Regions from separate parts of the Mus musculus genome. Here region 1 is linked to region 2. Evidence: chromatin contacts called from public Hi-C data. All regions are on one chromosome and are shown on one strand. The core of a region is the stretch at or near the end of the contact, and the rest is flanking DNA. Distances in the headings are between cores, read along the strand shown.

The links. Hi-C and Micro-C count contacts between places; a contact is called where the count stands out from the background.
Region 1: a Hi-C map of neural progenitor cells shows a contact between it and region 2, with 3 times the contacts expected there. The contact joins two enhancer-like sites. A contact is called at or near these places in 3 of 484 Hi-C or Micro-C datasets (cerebral cortex, neural progenitor cells and pancreatic cancer cells).

Annotation. Positions count from the first base shown.
Region 1 is chr6:137,362,903-137,368,966 of GRCm38.p6, forward strand. It overlaps Ptpro (protein tyrosine phosphatase, receptor type, O), which reads left to right. Exons shown (of 27, transcript NM_011216.3): 2 at 5,171-5,444. Among named protein-coding and RNA genes, the nearest start is that of Gm52924, 92 kb to the left of the region's middle. Within about 2 kb of position 1,984, at least 50 of the 459 cell types and tissues checked have an H3K27ac peak or open chromatin away from gene starts, as enhancers often do. A contact at or near this core is called in neural progenitor cells, where this site is marked.
Region 2 is chr6:137,208,929-137,215,134 of GRCm38.p6, forward strand. No RefSeq gene overlaps it. Among named protein-coding and RNA genes, the nearest start is that of Ptpro, 40 kb to the right of the region's middle. Within about 2 kb of position 1,288, at least 19 of the 459 cell types and tissues checked have an H3K27ac peak or open chromatin away from gene starts, as enhancers often do. A contact at or near this core is called in neural progenitor cells, where this site is marked.

The sequences.
Region 1 (6,064 bases), core at 734-3,233, 150 kb after region 2:
GACTCTTCTTACCTGAGACAACAAAGGCCAAGAGGATGTCCAACCTTTGACATTTTAATATGACATTGTCATCTATAAATACATTGAGCTGAATTAATTCACAGACAACTCAAGGTTGAACACACCTGGGAAGAATTAAAAAGAGAAAAAAGCTAAGGAGCAGATTTGAATTCAACTCTGTTAATCTTCAAAGTTCCTTCTATTTTCGTATCATACTTTCCAGTGATCTGTCAAGCATAAGCTAGAGGAAGCAAGCATGGTCAGGGCTGAGGGAGTTCCCCAACACCTCTGCACGGTTGTGACAGGCAGTACTGGGGAAGCCATTCTTTCTTCGGGTCCTTACAGCCTGAGGACAAAGGCATCATAGTGACAGCTATTTGATAAGCTTTCGTAATGAACATTTTTACATACAATCTTTCTTTTACTCCTTAAAGCAGTCAACAGGCACAAGGATTATTATCTCCAGTTAATACACTGAACTAAAATAATCTGTTTACATCCATAGCACAAGGCTGGGAGTCAGGGACTCTGTGTTTATATTCCTGCTCTGCAATTTATTACCTATGAACATTCAGGGATGTCAAAGGATCTCTGAACTTCATTTTTGTGATTTCTAAAATAACTTGATTTCTTATAACTCATGGATGTGTGTGTGTGTGTGTGTGTGTGTGTGTGTGTGTGTGTGTGTGTGTATCTATGTGTGTGGACAGTTCTACAGCATCCAAACACAATACATAATGAATAGTAACTAAATCCCATTATCCACCGTGCATTAAGAATATCATAAGAAATGACATTTTCTTATCAAGCCACTGTGCAGGTAGGAATGGAATGACAACGTATTGCACCGAACAGTGTAGCGAATATTTCCTGATATTGTGGAGATCTAGCTAGCACTTCTAAGGAAAGAACTCAACCTAGCATTTTCAAAATGAACAACAAACAAAAAAGACTGCCGCAGTATTGGCCAAGATGCAACAGGACATGGAGGAAAAACATAATACCCATGTACCCAGTCTTATAGTTTCATAAGTAACTTTGATGCGTTTTCTCATTGAGCCCTTTATTTGGGACAGTGAACTACTTACCAGGGCCTGTGACTGGTCTCTGGCCAATCTGATTCTTTATCCCGTGCCCCATGGCCTTGTAGTAAGGTGTTCTACCCTATCTCTGGTAGTTCATTCCTCCCAGGATTAGTTCTGGAGCAGTTACAGGCTCCCGTATTCCCATTTCTAACTACAGCCAAACCTCAGATCCCAGCTGCTGCCCCAGGAGTGGATCTTTAGCATACGGCCCAAGAGACAGGAGGAGATGTGAGTCTAGACTTGGTTGTCTGATTTCATCCAATGAGGTCTCTTCTCTTGAGAGGAGAGAATGGCAATGAGCAGTTATTGAGGGAGGGTGTCCCTTTTCCTCAGTGGTGTAACTACTGGCAGGTTCTCCTTGCTCCAGTAAATAGCCTCGTGCCTCTCTTTTTCTTAACCTCAGTGGCTCCACACAATGCCAGGCCACACAAGTAGACGGGAGGTTTGCTGAGAAGTGTGCCGGGGAGAGAGGAAGGTACTAAAAGGAGAGGCCTGGGGCTGAGAACTACTAAAAGTCACTATATAAATGCACGAGACAATTAAAAACTCCTTTAAAACCTGCCCTGTAAAGGACACTGGGGTGAAAACCTCGCCCCTGAGTTAAGCAATACTGGGGGCATCCTGCTCAAAAAACAAAAAACAACAACAAAAAAAAAACCCACAAAAAACAATCTTTCTTAAAAATAGTTTTTGTAGTCACCACATAAATTAGGAATAGTTTCTGTCCCTTCTTGCTCTTAGCAGAGAGTTCATGCCTGGAGCATGCAGCCAGCCCCTTCTGCTGAACATAGATCCCAGGACAAGCTGGGGCGAAAGGACCAGGAAGAAGGCAGCAGCCGAGACAAGGCTCCTTCTAGGCTCCATGCCTAGCTCTCACTTGGCCCAGTGCCTGTCCTCATTAGTCCCAGCAACATGAATCTGATTAGACACTGTGGCTTATTTTTGGCAACCTGGGAGTGCACAGGCTAGGACTTATTCTCTTAGCTGCTACGATCATCGCCAAAGCTGCCGTTGGCATTTGGAAGATTACTCTCTTTTCTGGAAGATTCTGTTGTCTGTGAAGCATTGTGACACATTAGACATCAACTCAAACACAGATCGCGTCCCCTTGCTACCCCCCCCACCCATATCGTTGCAGCCACCCCGGTTCCCGGCTGGTGCAAAAATTCTTAATGACTTTGATGTTTGTAAACTTAATGTTTTCTGAGTGAGTGAACCAGCTTCTATAATCAATGAGACACACAAAAGCCAGATTTGAATGTTATTAAATATTCAGTTCTCGGCTTGTCTACAGTTTGGTTAACAGTACATTTTTCATTGCTATGTGCTAATAATTTTTTTGTGTGAAAGAGATTAATAATAATAATAAAATTATTTTATCTTCCCCAAATAAAACTGAGCCATTGAGCTAATACCCACTGTAAATCCATATATATATATATATATATATATATATATATATATATATATGAAAAATGTTTACTAGTAAGACTAATTATTCTAGGTCACCAAGATACAAAACTTCTGAGATTCCAAAGTATATATTACATTTAAAAACTATTATGGAAAAGGTAGCATATCTTGTCAAACTTTTCAGTAAGTTAAAACTAAAATGTTTTTCTTCTCATTGGTCATCGGTTGGTTTGGAGATTTATCTATAACCAGAGTGTCTGATTCACTAGGTATTTCATGAACTGCCATGGAAATCCCCAAATGTCATCTCGTTCTGAGTCCACTCTGTGTTTGAATCCTTGGTTTTCTTCTCATAGCTGGGCCCTCCCTGTCCCAGGCATTTCTTCTTGCTGCTTCAGGCCACTAGGGGACAGATCTCAGGTTCTTCTTCCCAGCAAGGGAAAGACAGGCTGAGATTAGTCACCAAATGCAGCTGCTTGCACAGCTGCCTGGTTGGGGACAGCAACATTTAGGATCAGGAAGTAGACTCAGTAGACACAGAGGTTGGATGCTTCTGCGCTAGCCTCCTGCCAGTGGTGTTAAGTCAGCTGTGCACAGACCCATCCTTCAAATGAGCACTACCACCACCACCCAACAGTTGTGCGCATTCCACCGAGGGACCAAGGATCCATCAGGCAAGAGATTCAATGCCCTGTGTGTGCAAAGGAATTAGGCACCCACAAAGCAAGAGTTTCCTGTCTCACATCTGAGGGTGAGGGATAATATGGGTAACCAGTTTAGAATTCATGCACAGAAACTATTTTCTATTACCAACATTACCACATACACCAGGACGAACCCAGCACCTATCAGGCTCTGATCCTGGAGCTGTAGATAAGTTACAGCTCCTGGCCTGGGATGATGGACGGCACCTAACAACCAGTATTGATTAAAATACCACAAACACAATACTGGCCTACTTAATGAGGAGACACAATTAATATCTTCAATGCCAGATATCCTGTATAAGTACTAATGCCCAATAAACAATGAGTCCAAAAGAACATAAAAGTATTGGTCCATTTGTAGGACTCTATACTCTCTTCTAGGGCTTTGAGTATATTCCATGTTTAATTTAGTTGCTGAAAACATGTACCATACAAAAATAAACAAACAAATTAAGCTTCAAGGATGTCCACATGTGGTTCAGGTTATCAGCAAGCCTTTGATGTATGGTGTGACAAATTGAGTGTCTAGAAACAACTCAAGGAAACAATAATAGGTATTCTATACAAAAAGGGAGTTTGTGTTTTGAACTTATGACCTTGGGAAAATACTCTTTCTGAGTAAAGAGTAAAATCTTTCTGAGCCTCAACTATAAACAGATTGAGAGCAACTGTATTTCTCTCATGACAAGCATCTTGCATGCAGTGACGTCATTTGTAGATGGCCTCTGTAGTGCTGACTATGGTACCTACACTGAATAGGTGGTTAGCTCCTTGGAGTACTTCTGTGCATCTGCTGTAGAAGAGAAATCTGAGGCTCATGGCAGCGAGATAACATACAGCTCACCAGTGTGTGGAAAATCAAAGCCGTAGGTTCTAGGAAGCACATGAGTCTTGGTTGCAACCAGAAATGAATTGTTTCTGCCCTTGGAGTCTACACAGAATCGAGAATAGACATTTAGGACAACTACACAAATGATTTTTCAAAGATAGTTTATATATCTTTTAAAAGCCTTCTTTTATTTTTGTGTGTGCAACACACATGCATGTGTGTGTCCATGTCTATGTGCGTGTACATGTGTGCAACTGTGTATGGGTGCCCAAAAAGCCATAATAGGACTTCAGATCTCATAGAACTGCAGTTACAGGCAGTTGTGGGTGTTGGGAACAGAATTCCAGTTCCTACAATAGAGCAGCAAATGGTTTTCTACTGAGCTGTGTCTCCTGAGACATTTCTCGGGGTAGTAATGTGTGTGTGTGTGTGTGTGTGTGTGTGTGTGTGTGTGTGTGTGTGTGTGTGTTTGTGTGTGTGCATGTGTGTGTGTTACTTGGGACTGAATCTAGTTTCATGCATACAAGCTAAGTACTCTACCAACTGAGCTATATCTCTAGCCCCTAAACTTATCTGAGTATTTGAAGGAAGGATTTTAAGCACCCATGGCTCTTTGTTATGGTCAGTTCTTCATCTTACCATGGCTTCTCTTCTGAAGAGCTGGCTAAACTGTAATGAAGAGAACCGTCACAGGATTCTGTCCTGACAGCTTCCCCACTTTCAGGACTGACAGGCAAGCAAGAGAAAGGAAATAATTACCTTGAAATAACTTCCTCTAGAATAGTGTTTGCTCAAACACTTCTCCCACTTACCAGAACATGGGGTTTCTCTGGAAATTAGCTTTGACAGTGACTTCATTTGTCATCTGTTCATCCATTTGATGTGCATTGTGTGATTTTCACATTAAATACTCCACAAGCTGGAGACAGATTCTTCAATGGAATATCAAGCGCTCATTGTAAAGCTCTAAGATCATTTTTCATGAGATGGGCAAACTGACATCTGGTGTGTGACTAAAATACTCATTGCTACCATAGGTAACCATGTTCACTATGAGTGTTAGTTTTAGAAAACTTATCTTAGCATGATCTTATTGCCCATCACCTGATTCTGCCTCTTGTCTTTCTCTTGTACAGATTGTTACGACGTTCCACGTGGCTGTGCAAGATGACAACAATATCGTTGTGTCTTTAGAAGCTTCTGATATAGTCAGCCCAGCATCTGTGTATGTTGTGAGGGTAGCTGGCGAATCAAAAAACTATTTCTTCGAATTTGAGGAATTTAACAGCACATTGCCTCCTCCTGTGGTCTTTAAGGCCACATATCACGGTCTTTATTACATAATCACTCTGGTGGTAGTCAACGGGAATGTGGTCACCAAACCATCCAGATCAATCACCGTGTTGACAAGTAAGTGTCTCCTGATGTCATTCTCTGTGCTCCTTCCCTGAGTGTGTCCTCACAAGGCTCTAGCTGAGGCAGAGTCTACCAGAGAGGCAGCGCACTTGGCTTGGTGTCCAATGACATAGCTGTACACCTGCCATTATATTAAGAAAACAGCCTTTTACCCATTTGATCGTATTCAGTATTCAATGACAATATACCTTGAAACTGAATGATAATTTCAGTTTTATGACTGGACCATGTATACTTTTCCAACAAAATTTAAATGCATGATCCTGGATGTTACGTCTCGTTCCGGAACTTATATTCCCAGGTGAAGCAACTGGTTTTTGTGACAGTGAGTTTGTATTCATAGTAAGCCCACTTGACTCTAATTGTACATTCTTAGCTGGTGCTGGTACACACACACACATATATATATATATACACACACAGGGTGGGGGAGAGAGAGAGAGAACAGAAAGGTAAAATAAAATACAGAGTTGGTGCTGATATTGGGAAGGCTTCAGCAATGGTCTTACCTGCAGGTGACTTTTACCGTGTTCTCTGACTTGACCATCACATCGTAAGGTAACATGTTCTCCAGTATAAGGAAGAGTGACCTCTGCAGGACACCAGTCAGTCAT
Region 2 (6,206 bases), core at 38-2,537:
AGAGCACAACTCTTTTCTCAATAAAGGTGGCTCCTTTCCACAAAATAACTTCTGTGCCAGCTATCATCAAAGTGAACTATTTTTTCTATACTCTAATGTCTTATACATACAGCCTCTACATGCATATAGACACGATTATACACATAAATTTTTAAGCATAAAATGTGATTCTACATTCATATTGTGACTTTCAGTTGCTTTTCAACCCTGTCTCTGATTTCCAATCGCTCCTCCATGATATGTCTTGTTTATCTTTCCAAGCCATTAGGAATAAATCAAGCTCAATCTTTTAATTGCTCCACCCAATTAATGCTTTAATACCAGACAAGGTACCATCTTCTGCTTTGTAATTTTGTTATTGCAAGACAGAACGTAATTCAGGGTTATGATAAGAATTCATCAGCTAAAATACTGGAGCCTTTCAGTTGCTTAGCACCAGAGTACTATGTAAATAATAATTAAATTAGCTATACAAATAATGTCAAGGAAATTCCCTGATACCTCATTAACTTCCTTCTTTGAAGAACATTTTTATAGTCTTCAATAACAATTTCTTTGTGTGCATGCTTGTGTGACCAGAGAGGCATGAGGGGGGCTTAGAGGACAACTTTCCAGAATGGGTTGTCTCCATTCCACCATGTGGGTCTCCATAGAACCAACCAGGAGCATTAGGCTTGGTGGCGACCACCTTTATTAGCTGAGCCATCTCACCGACTCTCATTAACATCTTTGCAAGGGGAAGCAAATTTGTCTGGTCATTGATAAGTGTGAACTCATTTAATCCTCCGGCCAAACTTACACGGTAGGTCCTTCAATTATTTCCGTTTTACAGATGACAACACAGAAGCAGGGAAAACTGAGTCCGTTGTTCAGGGTGACCCAGTCTGTAAGTGACAATGCCAAAATGGAATGTGCCCAGCTCTGGACACTATGGTACTAATCTCTCAGGCACATAGCACCATCTACAACAGGAAATAGTTTCTACCTGCTTGATTGCCAGGGACCCAAGCTGGCTGTCACTGACCACATTTAACAAACATCCTTGGTAAGGCAAGCTCCATCTGATTCGCATGTAGCCCTCTGCCCAGCTTTCAATCAACCAGCCAGGTTGAGCAGAGGAGCCGAAACATCTTTCCAAACCAAAAGACGGTGAGATCCGAAGGGCAAGGCATGGTTTGTGGGGAAACATGGAGAAGAATCGAGAAAGGAGAGTAGAATAGTGAGGAGGATGGCCACTTGGCACCCGGCCCAGCTGAGAGAGCCTCTGAGGTGAGTGTGCCAAACTCCAAATGCTCCAAGCCCAGATCCCAGAATAGCTGGAAGGAGGCACACTGCCAGTGAGTCAATTATTACACCAGGCCTGGGAGCACTTAATCAGATGCATCCGGTTTGTATTCACACAATATCAGGCCGAGATATGTGGTCTATGCCAATGAATTGGCATGCCCTAATGTGGGTCAGCCATTGCCGGAAAGCCTTGTATCTTGCAAGTTGGGGTCTACTCTTTCTTTTCTCTGAAAGTGTCTATGTTGTATGCCAGTGACATTCACCTCCTTCCAATGAAGAAAAGTTTTTTTTTTTTTTTTTGAGATGACTAAATGGAAATTGGGCAGTTTAAGTCCAGTAGAACTCCATCTTTGGACACTCAGGGCAGGTGCCCATTAGCTATGACAAGCCCAGTGGTCCATTATTCACATCCTTTGATGCTTCAGGCTCAGGAGAATCAGCCATTGCTCAATGTGACAACAGGATGGAGTGGGTTGAGATGACCCTGAGTGTTGTTGAATTTTCCTTTCTGTAGGAATTCCCATGAGTAAAGTATTGTGGCTGCAGGTTGGCATCAAGACCTTCTTGGGCCACAGATGACCACCTTAGTGTGTCTACCACTGTTCTCAGTATGATCTTCTCACTCCATCTATAGTTCCTGGAGTAGACCAATGCTTCTACACAGGCCTTTTGTCAGGTGTTTTGTGACCGCAGCTCTCTTCCTGTGGGAAAATGATGCTCTTCTTGTAACTGACAACAGGTTGAGTGGGGAAGCCAGTTAAGTCTTTCTGCCTTTTGCCAGGGAAACGTCTTTACTTCCTTGTTGCATTCATTGAACAATTTTCTCCGGAGGGGAGATAATTATGGAAGAAACTTTCCCCGAAAAATGAAAATTCTTAGGAGCTGGAGAGATGGCTCAGCAGCTCAAGGGTTGACCCTGCGGGCCAGAGTTTGGGCTGCTGGAATCCAGGTTAATGCTGAGTAAATACAGTGGACTGCTTGTCACACTACTGCTGCTGAGTGTAAGACGGAGTCCCTGGAGCGAGGTGGCTAGCTATCCTTGCCCAATGTATGAGCTACAGGCTCAACTGAGAGACCCCGCCTCAAGGTATAAGACGGAGAATAACGCCGGATGCACCTGATGTCAATGTCAGGCTCTGTACACACATGCACATGTGTGTGCTCAGGGATGCAAAAACACACACACATACATCATATACGTTTAACATCCAAAGCTAGGGTTTTCCTAAAACCATGACTTGTCTAGCTTCTGCCCCTGTCTTCCTTCTTCTCTTCCTCCTCTTATGGTTTTTCCTGAAGATACTTCATTCAATAAATCACCAAGAGCTGGGGAGATAACTTAGCTATTAAAGGCTAGGCTCATAAGCAAAATGTCAATAAATCACCTGAATAGAAGTTCCTGGCTCTGGCTCGGCCTCCTTGGAACTTGGCCTAACAGCACGGAAACTCTTGACAAAACACAACAGGCTGTTTCTCAGGCTTCTGCTATTAACCTGCTGACCACATTATCCTTCTACATTTGCATATAAAGTACAGAATTATGCCCAATGCCTGCTGTAAAGTAACTTGCAAACTAACATTTTTGAAAAGAGAAAAGCAAATGACAATGGCAAGAACAATTATGCGCTGCTGAGATGGCTCTGGGAAAGGCACCTGTGCCTGACATCCTGAGTTCAGCTTCAAGATCCACGTCGTGGAAGGTGAGGACAGAGTCCAGCAAGCTGTCTGCTGACTTCTTCAGGCACAGGGTAGCACCCAGTGAGGAAGGAAAGGCAGAAGAGGTTTCTTGCTGTCCTGCAAGTACTCTGAAATTGTGAGTTTGATGGCCTAACTCACTGTTAAACCATGATAAAACTATATGCTTATGTGTGTGTATGTATATATATATGCATACATGTATATGTGTGTGTGTGTATGCACACATTTATCTTTATATGACTTAATATTCCCATTCCACTGTCTATACTATTTTATGAACACATGGATTATACCTTTCAAAATATTGCATCATAAAAAGTATGATTTTCAAAATCTACATTTATCGTTTTACTGCTCCATTTGGAGAGCCATGCTAATGCTAGTGTAAAACCATTTCTGGTTGGCCGTTTCAAAGTCAGCAGTACTTTTAATTTTTCTCTCAGCTCCCCATTCTGCTTTAGCACTAAGGACATGTCCACAATGAGACGTAAGAAGAGGAAGGGGGAAGGTAGTGTGGATAACGAGTTAAAACTTAAATAACTGAATATCACCCCAGTGAAGCATTCTGTCTTCAGCACTTCAGGCTCCCAACCTGTCTCCCCCAGGATGGTGGAGCTTCTAGAAACCTAAGGTCTTCTCGCTAGGATGACTCTGAGGTGGTGAAGCTCAGGTGCTCTTCTGCGAGGAGGGTGACACCCCTGTCATCTGTGGATACTCTTAGATTAATGACTCATGACATTGTATGCATGCGCCTATAAGATGCAGCAAGGAAGGCAGATGCGTGCAATGGGTTAGGGTCCACTCACATGCAGGATGACGTCAAGAACAAAATCCTTATGGACTGGGGGCAGAGCTCAGGCAGCAGAGCGCTTGTCTAGAGAACTTGGGACCCAGGCATGGATGGTGCATGGCTGTAAACCCTGAGCGTGGGAAGTAGAAACAGGAGGATCAAAGGCTAAGGCCTTCCTCGGCTGAATAGTGAGTTCAAGGTCAGCCTAGACTGCATGAGACACTGTCTTTCAAAAAAAAAGCCTGGGAAAAGAGACTTTTACTATGGGCTACTTTGTTACAATTTAGTATGGGCCACTTTGTTACAGTTCTGAAGAAAAGAAACAAAAAACAGAAAAGGAGGTCGGGGCTTGGCTAGTGAGGACAGATCTTCATCTCATCTGGTGTGCGCTATCAGGATGTATGCATTCCATGTTGTTTCAGTATGGAAGGAGTCAGCAATCAGCAAAATATTTGCTGTTGAGTTTTCACATCTCATCTCTCGCAAAATGGTCTTCCTGTTTTTTTTCCGCTAACACTGCATTCTTTCTGGAATAATCTACCACTATGGAGCTAGAAGTCTGAGAACAAGTGCACCTGGAAAAGTTGCCTTCTTACGTGGCCAAAGTTTGCCTGGCTATATTGTAAAACTCCGGGTTTAAAATTAGAGATTCAGAAAAAAATAGCACCTGTGTGTCAGGGAATGGATGTAGACTTGGCACAGAAGCCAGGCAGTCAAGTCTCAATGCTGATTCCCAAATTAAAGCTTGCATTTTAACTTGTAATTCCTGATGCGTTTATCCATCTGTGCACACTGTACTGAGTGACAAGTTCTAGTGACAGAATCATCCATTAATGAAGTCATTAATATCTTTATTCAGAAAGCCAGCTCCATTTTTAGATTCTTTAAAGGAAAGTTCGTACAGTTTTCCAGATGGCTTCACTATTGTCAACCCTGGAACAGTTCTTACCAGGAACTTTTCTCTATTTCTTCAGGGTTTATTGACAAGAGATGGGTGTGGGACTGACTTCAATAGATTCAATAGATGAATAGACTTTTTTAAAATGAGTTGATGTTGAAAGCTCTCTCTCTCTCTCTCTCTCTCTCTCTCTCTCTCTCTCTCTCTCTCTCTCTCTCTCTCTCTCTCTCCCTCTCTCCCCCCCTCTCTGGAATAGTATGCATCCATGAGAGTATGAATTCCATCATTTGTGGCAACATGGCGGACCTAAGAAGAATTAATGGAATAAATTGAGCACAGGAGGACATGCACAGTGATCCCTCCTTTCTCCTGAGTCATCTTGAACAATGGATCTCATAGCATGGTAGTCAGCACTGTCTGGGGAGGGTGAGGCAGGTGAGGGAGAGAGGCCGGTCAATGGGAACAATGGGAGAATTGGACAGAGTGAAGAAGTTTGACTATCCTAGCCCATTCTGAGCAGTAAAGCATAGTTTACCTCAAATTAGCTGGAAGGAAAGATTTCTAAAGCCTTCACCATAAAGGAATTATGAAAAAGTTTAAAACCATATGCTAAGCATCCTGATTTGATTGCTATTTAATGTACAAATAAATCAAAAGATTATGTTATGCCTCATAAGCATATAATTTAAATTTTACGTAAATTGTTTGTGTGTGTGTGTGTGTGTGTGTGCACTGCCCACACACTGATTCCTATAATTCCTTTGAGCTCCACAGGCATGCCATGGAACATTCACACAAACAGGCAAACACACACACACACACACATACACACACACACACACACACTAAATATGTAAATAAATATTTTTTAAAATTTAAGAAAGAAAGAAAATATCGCTACTTCTGCCTAAGAGTTCCCTATGCTGCAGAATGCAGGACTTCACTCTCATTTCTTTCACTTGCGATTGCGTTTATTTCCCAGTAGACAATAAGATGCCATTTTGAGCATCTTTGTGTCTCCATCACCCTATCAGGTGCCCCAGGATTAAGGCAAGCCTTTAATTATGAGAGGACATGCATTTGTTCTCAGAAGTCGCTTTAGTGCTTTGCTTTGTTTTCCACCACAGGACAGTCACAGCCTTGAGAGTAAAATTTTGTACCTTATTATCACCCCCTAACTTAATGGGGATATTTCCAAAAAGTGCCCCTAGTTCCACCCCAGTCTTCTCTCAGTGGTGCAGTGTTAGCTAAATTGCCAAAAGTTTGTCATTATGTATTTTGAATTGTGGGGATATGATATTAGTCTTTGTCTATGGGGTTTAAATGTACTGTTACATAATGCACGTGTGGGTCACGTGGTCCCTGTGGTATTTGGGGAGATAAATACTGAAGAAGGTGACAATATCTGCTCCAGGGCATCTGTTCTGTGCCATTAGTAAGTGATAAACAAAATGACTCAGGCTAAATGGGGTCCTCATAATACTCAGACAGATAATGGAAGTTGCCAGACACTCCTGCTTGGCAGTCAAGGGA